Regions from separate parts of the Mus musculus genome. Here regions 2 and 3 are each linked to region 1. Evidence: chromatin contacts called from public targeted proximity ligation data. All regions are on one chromosome and are shown on one strand. The core of a region is the stretch at or near the end of the contact, and the rest is flanking DNA. Distances in the headings are between cores, read along the strand shown.

What was found.
Region 2: a targeted proximity ligation map of the SCID.adh cell line shows a contact between it and region 1, with 15 read pairs. A contact is called at or near these places in 9 of 39 promoter capture datasets (the 3T3-L1 cell line, cranial neural crest, embryonic stem cells and 4 more), 5 of 130 datasets of targeted methods (the SCID.adh cell line, T-cell acute lymphoblastic leukemia, embryonic stem cells and 1 more) and 2 of 9 other capture datasets (adipose tissue and pancreatic islet).
Region 3: a contact with region 1 is called in a targeted proximity ligation map of pancreatic cancer cells. A contact is called at or near these places in 8 of 39 promoter capture datasets (the 3T3-L1 cell line, the C10 cell line, cranial neural crest and 4 more), 2 of 484 Hi-C or Micro-C datasets (embryonic stem cells and nephron progenitors), 12 of 130 datasets of targeted methods (the SCID.adh cell line, T-cell acute lymphoblastic leukemia, embryonic fibroblasts and 5 more) and 2 of 9 other capture datasets (embryonic stem cells and pancreatic islet).

What each region holds. Positions count from the first base shown.
Region 1 is chr19:38,394,344-38,397,298 of GRCm38.p6, forward strand. It overlaps Slc35g1 (solute carrier family 35, member G1), which reads left to right and starts at 1,637. Exons shown (of 3, transcript NM_175507.3): 1 at 1,637-1,958. The coding sequence starts at 1,772.
Region 2 is chr19:38,263,067-38,266,069 of GRCm38.p6, forward strand. It overlaps Lgi1 (leucine-rich repeat LGI family, member 1), which reads left to right and starts at 1,621. Exons shown (of 8, transcript NM_020278.3): 1 at 1,621-2,031; 2 at 2,509-2,580. The coding sequence starts at 1,817. Gm32771 (a long non-coding RNA gene) reads right to left here. Exons shown (of 6, transcript XR_003952844.1): 6 at 1,468-1,670.
Region 3 is chr19:38,243,444-38,246,436 of GRCm38.p6, forward strand. No RefSeq gene overlaps it. Among named protein-coding and RNA genes, the nearest start is that of Gm32491, 14 kb to the right of the region's middle.

The sequences.
Region 1 (2,955 bases), core at 387-2,886:
ACAGTTTGTTTGAAGATAGGGTTTCTCTGTGTAGCCCTGGCAGTCTTGGAACTCTATAGACCAGGATGGCCTCAAACTCAGAAATCTGCCTGCCTCTGCCTCCCAAGTGCTGGGATTAAAGGCCTGTACCACCACTGCTCTGCAAGAGCTAACACTTCAGTGAGTTTGGAAAAGTATTTTTTTTTTAAAGAGGAGGAATTTCTAAGAAATATTAAATATGAGTCTTTTCTATCAAATACTTATAAAACGAGTTTAGGAGAAGGAATCAACGTCCTTTTATCTCACCCATACGCAAATGTTTCCATCTTTCCCACCACCCATTAAAATGTCTGTTTACACAAAGCCCAGTGCTATATTCCAGGAATTGCAGAACCAAAGATCAGCTTCCCCTTTCCCCTTCTTCCTTCATTTCAAGAGGGCCAGTTCTTAAAAAACTGGCGATGGAATAAGACTGTGAGGTTTGACCCCAGCCAATGGGGAAAAAGACGAAGTCCCATCTAAGGGGGAATGAAAAATAAATGCATTTCCTGTCTACGAGTTCCATCTTCAGAGTACACCCTCTTTTTTTTTTTTCCATTTTTTATTAGGTATTTAGCTCATTTACATTTCCAATGCTATACCAAAAGTCCCCCATACCCACCCACCCCCACTCCCCTACCCACCCACTCCCCCTTTTTGGCCCTGGCGTTCCCCTGTACTGGGGCATATAAAGTTTGCGTGTCCAATGGGCCTCTCTTTCCAGTGATGGCCGACTAGGCCATCTTCTGATACATATGCAGCTAGAGTCAAGAGCTCGGGGTACTGGTTAGTTCATCAAGAGTAAAATTTACCCCGCCTAGGCCCTTCACTTGGAATATCGGTCTCTTTCTTTGAAATCTGGAGCTAACAGAGCTGAGGTAGCTACTTGTCTCAGTTTGTTGAGACAGCCCCCTTTGCCTTGCAATTTTTGTTTGTTTGGATGGTTGGTTTTGGTTTTGTGGAGAAAGGGTTTCTCTGTGCTGCCAGGGCTTTCCTGGAACTCGCTCTGTAGACCAGGCTGGCCTTGAAGTCACAAAGATCCTCTTCACTCAATTTGCCACCACACCCAGGTGCCTTGCATTTTTAAAGAGCCCTCCTTTTCAATTTTATGTTTCAATCTTTATGTTTACACCTTAAATTCTTGGACAGGTCGAAGTGTGTTTAAAAACTCACATAATGCTTAGAAGTCCTCGGGGCATCACAGAGGTGATCCATATCAGTAAACAGACACTCAGTCCCTTTTAATTTAATTTAATTTAATTTAATTCATGTATTTATTTAGGGAGGGCGTCTCACTATACAGCCTTAGCTGGCTTTGAACTCACAAACCCACATGCCTCTGTCCCTAACTGCTGGGAGTAAGGGCGTGGGCTACCACGCCCAGCTCAGAGGTACAGTCTTTCTAAAGCAGCAGAAGGCCCCAAGACCCGAGGCGCCAGGGCTGAGAACCAAGCGTCCCTCCCTGTCTGTGCAAAGACAGAGGAGGACCAGTGTGCTGTCTAGCCCGACTGCCCTGGGGTGGGGGTGGGGGACAGTCACCGCGCCAGCTGTAGCCACCGCAGCCGGAGAGCACGAGCGAGCGCAGGCGGCGGGCTCCCCGGGGCGGGAGGGCAGCGGAGGACAAGCGCGCGGAGCCGGGCGCACGCGCACGCGCACACGCACCGGCTCGCCGGGGGCCGGAAGAGCCGAGCGGCCGGGCGGCAGCTGCGGGCGCCAGAAGGCGCGCGGCTGCGGGGAGAGCGCGGGCTGCGGGATGGGGCCCCCGGAGAGCGCGGCGGAGCTTGCAGCCGAGGCGGTGGAGCTGCGCGAGCCCGAGCTGCAGCTCGCGGACCCGGCGTCCCCCGGCGAGGAGCACGTGGACGTCGAGGCGGAGGGCGCCCCTGGCCGCGGCAGGTGCTGGCCGTGTGGAGCCTGGGCGTGCGGCTCGCGTGGGGAGCCCGGTGAGTGCGGGCGGGCGGGGTCGGTCTGGTCCTCTGCGCACCGGCCTGAGCCGAGACCCAGAAAGTTTCCGAGTGTTAATAACCCCAAATTGGTGACGGGGGGTGGGGGGTGGGGGGGTGGGGGACAGGACCTCGCAGTCCAGTGGCAGTCAGAGGTGAAAGGTCACCGAGAGGGGCCAGGCAGCGGGTGGCAGGAAGCCGACTTGGAACCCACATCGTGGGTGTAAACCGATCTTCCTGAACCAAGTTGGAAAGACTGGAGTTCTGGAAGTGTTTGTCACGGAATCTCAGCATCGCAGAGAGGAAGAGTTCAGTGGACCACTGACCCTCAAGCTTTGGGGGGACAGGGGGACTTTTTAGCTACTGGCTTAAAACGAGGTACACCTTGCGAGGAGCCTCGGTGAAGAACCCTTAACTTTCGTTCAAATTCCCCTAACAAAGAAGTAAAGAGAGGCCGTGGAAGATGGGGGTTCGGGATTCGGTCTCACCCCACCTCCATCTGCCAAGGTCTGGGTAGGGCAGGTCCAGACAGCACTAGGTAAGGCTCTCTACTTTTGCCAGAGACTCTGTCTGCCTAGGGCCCTTTCCACTAAATAGCTTTCCAGTAAGAAGCCCATCTTTTAGACCTTTCTCAATCTAATCTCCGGGGTCTCTTCCCCTGAATATGCCCTACGACTTCTGTGCCTCTTGTCCCACTCAGGTTCCTACCTTCTTAGTTGTGTTTTTCTGAGTTAAGAGAGAAAAGTCTCGGGGAGATGAGTATTGCTACATTTCTGTCCTGAAAGCAAAGAGAAAAGATCTCGGGTTTCTGATTTTGTTTGCATGGATAGGTTACCCCATGTTGGGCTGACTAACCCGGGAGCTCCTGAGGTCAGTTTTTTTTCTAGTCACCCTATGGGTGGATGTCATTCTGGCCTAATGTGGAACTGGGCCTTGCAAACTCTTTAGTTTTCCATTCGGGCATGAATGAAGGGGTCTGCATACTTACTCAGGCAGC
Region 2 (3,003 bases), core at 371-2,870, 130 kb before region 1:
GCCCTGGTTTGCAGCAGTTTCCACTTCCATGAAGCTTTTAATCCTCTCGAATCAACATTATCACCACCACCATCATCATCCTCATCCCAGCAATCCAATAAGAGTGTGAACATGACTAACACTGCCCTCCTCTCACAAAGCCAATAGAGTTAAAGGAGCCATTGAGCCCGGAGTCAGTTGTAACACCTACCTGTAATCCCACAACTTTGGAGGCTGAGGCAGAAAGAACAAAACCTAAGATCATCACAGGCTACATAGACAGACAGCAAGGCTCTTTTTTTTTTTTTTTTTTTAAGCCAACAAACAAAAGGAGTTCACTGAAGTTGGCCTAGGGTCAGCTACAAGGGGCGGGGGGGGGGGGGGGAGAATGGCAAGGCAAAGACCTCTGATAAGGGTGGCTTTGTCTCATAAAGGCACGGGTACTCGAACAATTCATTTTATACGTTCAATTTTTAAAAGCAAGAAAAGGAAGGACCGTGCTTGACTTACCAGAGTGGCTATGCCACCATGAGGGATGGCCGCCATCAGCTTGGTCAAAGGACATTCTTTTCTACTGTCCTAAGGATATTTTCACTCTCTGGGGCTGGACAACCTCACAGCCAAGGTCACACTATTTTGATTTTGTCCTTAAACAAACTTCCCTTTCCAAGAGAGTGTCTTCTTCTTCCCTATGATATATGCCAATAAGAGCCTGTGATTTTTATTTGGTTCCCACAGTCATGAGGAGACCATCTGTCCTATCGTCTCTATCATCCCTAATGTCCCCACTCTACAGGCAGGATAGCTCCCTTGTCTGTAAAAATCCGCTCTTTCCAGATGACCTGGGATCTCCAAGTGGGGTCTCTAGCTTACTCTAGCACTTCACTTTATTGCAGCCTGCTGGGTGAGCCAGACCCAGTTTCAAAGCCCCAGGAAGCTGGAGTTGGCTGCCTCCTGCTGGCAGGGAGTACGTTCCAGCCTTTTAGAAGGAACACTGCCAAAGAAGGGAGAGCAAGAAGGGAGGAGACTGGATTATACACAGGGGCGGCTTACCATTCTGTCGCCTCCCTGTCGTGGAGGGAGGAGTGGGCTGTGCAAGGTGGTGGGGGATTATGAAAATCAATAATTTGTAATAGTTGATAAGTGTCAGAGAAGTATTCAGTCACACTGTATTCCCCTGAAATTGACAGTCTCCGTGTGTTCACGGGTTTTTCATTCAACGGTGGCATCAACCAGGTGGGCTCTGCCAGGGAAGGCACGGATTTAACAGCAGACAGCTTCATTTAACTTCCTCTTCCCAGCCAAGACTGTCCCCCAAGCTAGTTTTTCTTACTAGGCTGTTTGCTACATGAAGAGCAAATTCCCAGAGGTTCCCGAGATTGCCCACATCCTATGCTAAGATGCTATGCCCCACCGCCCGCCCGCCCACCCACCCACTAATAAGACATAATGCCGTCCTATTTTTGGTAACAATTAAAGGGCCTCCCGGTGAAAGCAGAAAGCTGTTTATTTTCTGTTACATCACTTCGCTTGCCTTCGAAGACTGGTCTGTGCTCAGTGTTTTCTGTGAAGTGAGTCGGCTCTCTTCCTCCAGCAGTTGGCTCGCTCCCACCTCGCAGCACCTCACAGGTCTCTTCCCCCAGCAGTGCGCTGCCTGAGCGAGGAACAGCTCACGAATCAGCTGGAGGTCCCTGTTTTGAAAAAAAAAAAAAAAAAAAAAAAAGCAGATAGAGAAGCAGAGAAGGGTGGACTCCTATGTGACCTGTTCTTAGAGCAAGACAATCAGCAGCTGAATTCCAGAAGCCCTGTTCATGTGTGGGGATATTCTCTCGACTGCATGGAATCAGAAAGCAGCAGAAGGATGGGAAATGCCTGCATTCCCCTGAAAAGAATTGCCTATTTCCTATGCCTCTTTTCTGTGGTTTTGCTGACTGAGGGGAAGAAACCAGCGAAGCCAAAATGCCCTGCCGTGTGTACTTGTAGCAAAGATAACGCTTTATGTGAGAATGCGAGATCCATTCCACGCACCGTTCCTCCTGATGTTATCTCACTGTAAGGCCCGTAAGCATTTTGATATCTAATTTACAATTTAAAAGAAAAAATCCAGCTGGTGGATTTGGGGGTTTGTATGTATTCTGAGAGGGGCATGGAGCTCGTGAGACAGATTCCTCTTGCATGCCTGACCATTTGACAGCACTAACATTTTCCTGCATTTAAAATTTGTGATTTTTTGATAAGCTGCTAGTGATCATGCTTAGTTAGCCCCCACCCTGGACATTATCCGGAGGCACCTGGAGCAGGCTTCTCTTTCTCTCTCTCTCTCTCTCTCTCTCTCTCTCTCTCTCTCTCTCTCTCTCTCTCTCTCTCTCGCTTCCTCTAGGAAGGGACAGAATCGTACTTTATAAAATAGTGGGGGAATATAGCAACTGTTATGGTAAATTGGATTAACATAAGATCTATTCTCTGTGTGTGTCTCTTTGTGTGTGTGTCTGTTTGTTTTGTGTGTGTGTGTGTTTTGTTTTCTTTCAGATCCTTTGTGAGATCTGGTTTTACTGAAATCTCAGAAGGGAGTTTCTTATTCACACCATCGCTGCAGCTCTTGTGAGAAACATTTATATAATGACTATTTTTAATATGGCATGTATTCGGATAAGCCTTCTAGTAAAACGAGCTTAATATTGTTTCTGTTGAATGTGATGATGCTTCTGAAAGGGGCGAGAACATGGGTAAAGCGGGAGATAGATGGGTTATTTGTAACTTCACATCCACCATAAAAGTTGATTCTTTAAATTCAATTACCTGTGATGCTGTCTAGCTTAATGGCTATTTGTGAAGTTGTTGGGACGATGCAACAAGAATACTAATTTTGATGATCTTACTTTCATTTTTAACTTGGGGAACTTCGGTTATTTTGCGCTGGAGTTCTTGGGTTTGTCAATTCAGAGCCCAGCATCACATATGCACTCAAGATGTTGTCTCTTGGGGATCTGGGGCAGACTATGTCTCTGTATGATTTACCATGTG
Region 3 (2,993 bases), core at 263-2,762, 150 kb before region 1:
TTCTTCGTGTCTCTTGTCCCTCCCATTCTCTCTCTCTCCTGCCCTGGGTGCCCGCTGATTGTCCCTGCAGGGTTGGGGACATTTAGACAAATCTTTCAGGTGATTCCTGTATGTGTTAAGTCTAAGCCACTGAGCTGGGGATAGCACTTGTAAAAGCAGAAATCCTTGACTTTGAAGTCTCATGATCTTATAGTATTATGGCTAATTATATTGTATTCATATTGAAAATTGGGTAAGTGCATATTTTAGGTGCTTTCTACTTACATATACATGTGGACTCACATGCATAAAAATATAGCTGCAGGTAGGGAACGTGTGACTTTTCTTAATTTTGGTAATTAAAACAGAACATCATGCTGTAATCTTATGTATACACACAATAAAAATAGAGTTGTGATGAACGGCGGCAGGTGGCAAAGATACATGGTAAATGACTCCCTTGGGGACCCAACAAGGTGACCGTAGGATTCGTGGGAGGGGCAAGACTGTCACCTGGACAGAAAGAGTCAGAAGGAAGGGGATTACTGGGAGACCAGCTGCAACATACGGGCTTGTGTGTGATCAAGGCTTGGATCACTGCTGCCTATGATATAGAACAAGAAAAAGCCAGAAAGAAACAAGCCCTCCTCCCTCCATACCCCGTGCCACTTCTTTCTATAGAAATAAAAGTATTATAACTCACTTACCTTCATCTTCAAGGCTTACGGTACAGTACAAACTTGAACCAGTGTGTTGATCTTTTCAACACATGTGGGATTTGGGGGCTTTTTTTTTTTGTTTGTTTGGGTTTTGTTTGTTTGTTTGTTTGTTTTGTTTTTTGTTTTGTCCAGGTCATGCTTTAATATCCTTAAAAGCCAATGCAACACCCCACTGGGAATTAGAAGGAATCAGACTTTTTCAAACCTGAGTGGCTTTGACCTCTAGGCTTTCTACAAAGAGTTTAGGATTTAAAGTTGAGAACTCAGAAGCCTAAAGACTCTTTCTTCCCTCTCTCTTCATGGTACCTGGTACAGTTTGTCGGGCCTTGGGTTTTCTTTGCTCTTTGTGGTGGACACTAGTCCCACCCAGGACAAAGTTTAAGACATCGCACTCAAAACATTCATACTGATGGCAACCTAATCCAGGCTAAGGCACAAGGCCTGAAGTGGCTGATATGAAAACAAACCCAGAACCCAGGTCTCCTAATGCCCTCATGATACCAGCTCCCTCCTTCCCTCTCCTTGGAATATAACAAACAAAAGTCCAAAACTAAAATATTCTAAATCAGAAGTACCCTGGACCCTGGTCTGATTAAAACTGCTGACAGTGCATCGCAATTCAATAATGGAACAGCATTAGCTAAGCAGGATTCGTTTAGAAAGGAGAGGAAATGAAGAATTTCCATAGTCTTTATGTTGCATTTCCCATCAGCAGGACTTGATACTCGTGGGTACTTCTCTAACACACCACAGTGGTTCTTCTCGCTGAACTGTATCTGTGTACATTCCGTTAGGGATCAAACCTGCTGAGAGAGAACGACCACACCTTGTGCATTTCTGAATTCCTCCTGGTTGCCTGGCCTGGTTGTAGCACATTGTTCCTACTGAGGTTTCGACACGGCTTTCAGTTTTCACAAATATTTGCTGTATGATAACTCACAAAGGAAACCCAAAGCCAGTGTTTTTACAATGGTTACCTTCCAGATTTAAAGGGAGTCAAAACAGCAAAAAACAAGTGTGCCACATCGGTGGGAGAATTACATGAACTGTCGTTTAAAGAGAGAACAGCTGAGGGGGTTACAGGCTCCGATACACAATTCAGGAATCAAAATCACAAGGATGAGTTGGAAGCGTTGGATCAAACCTTTCTGAGGCAAATTAAAATTTCAGACCGTAGCAACCTTGGTGAGATCAAATCAAACATAGAATTACATTTAAGCTAATTTCATGTTTGGAGGCAAATAATAATAACACATCTAAGGGACTGGATTTATTGGCAAGTTTTGAAAGAATAACTGCCTGCTTGCTTTCCTGTCGAAATGGGAGGAAGAGAGGAAACGGTTCCTACACGTTACAGCTGAAAAATGAAACCAGCTCCCGGGCCAATAACTGACTGAAACATAAAGGGGAAATTGTGCTAAACACTTGGCAGCAGCTGGAGCAATTAAATAAGCACCTGCTGCCAGCTTCATCTGGTGCCCCCCCCTCCAGGCACTCCCCCCTCCGCCGCCTCCCTGCTTCATTTGGGCTGTTTTCTGGTTTTGTTTTGTTTTTTTTTTTTTTAATATCTGCAACTCACTGTGCAAACATATAGATCTGATTTTTCTCTGTGTTCCTTCTGTCCCCTTGGCTGTTGTTGACTTAAGACAACCACTGAGCAGGAGGCACAGTGGTAACAGCATCAACATCTTATACTCTTAGCTTTCAGGTTTCCACAGGAGAGTGCTAGTGTCCCCTTCTCTGACCAAGTGGTGTCACCCCAGAGAGACCCTGCAAGTGAAGAAATAGATTAGACTTCCTGAGGCTGGATTGCTATTGATTTAGTCTAGAATGAAAGCAAGTTGGGTTGCAGACATTCAGGCTTACAAATTGTTACAGATGAGGCTCTTACAGGCGCATGGTAGCCATAGAAGACACATGACCAGGCTGTGTGCGAAGCGCTGAGTCGTGCAAATGTAATGCAGGTGTTCATATTAAAATGTTTATACAAATTCAACCAAAGGGAATAAAATAATAAGTTATTCATCTACCAGAAGTGAACTGACACAGTCCAAAGCCCCAGGCGCCATTTCCTCTTGTTGTCCATAAAAGCTAGCTAATGATGCTCTCTTCAGAGGTGTTTGTGAGGTCAACTGAGATGTATATGTGAGCCACTTTGCTCAGTGTTTCCCTTATAAAAAAGATAATGCGTGAATGTGAATTGCATTTCAAGTGGAAAATCAAGTTCATTATCCTGAGAATTCTGCCTGCTCACCATCCACTAATAGACGCTTCACATTAAATTGCATGTTTTCA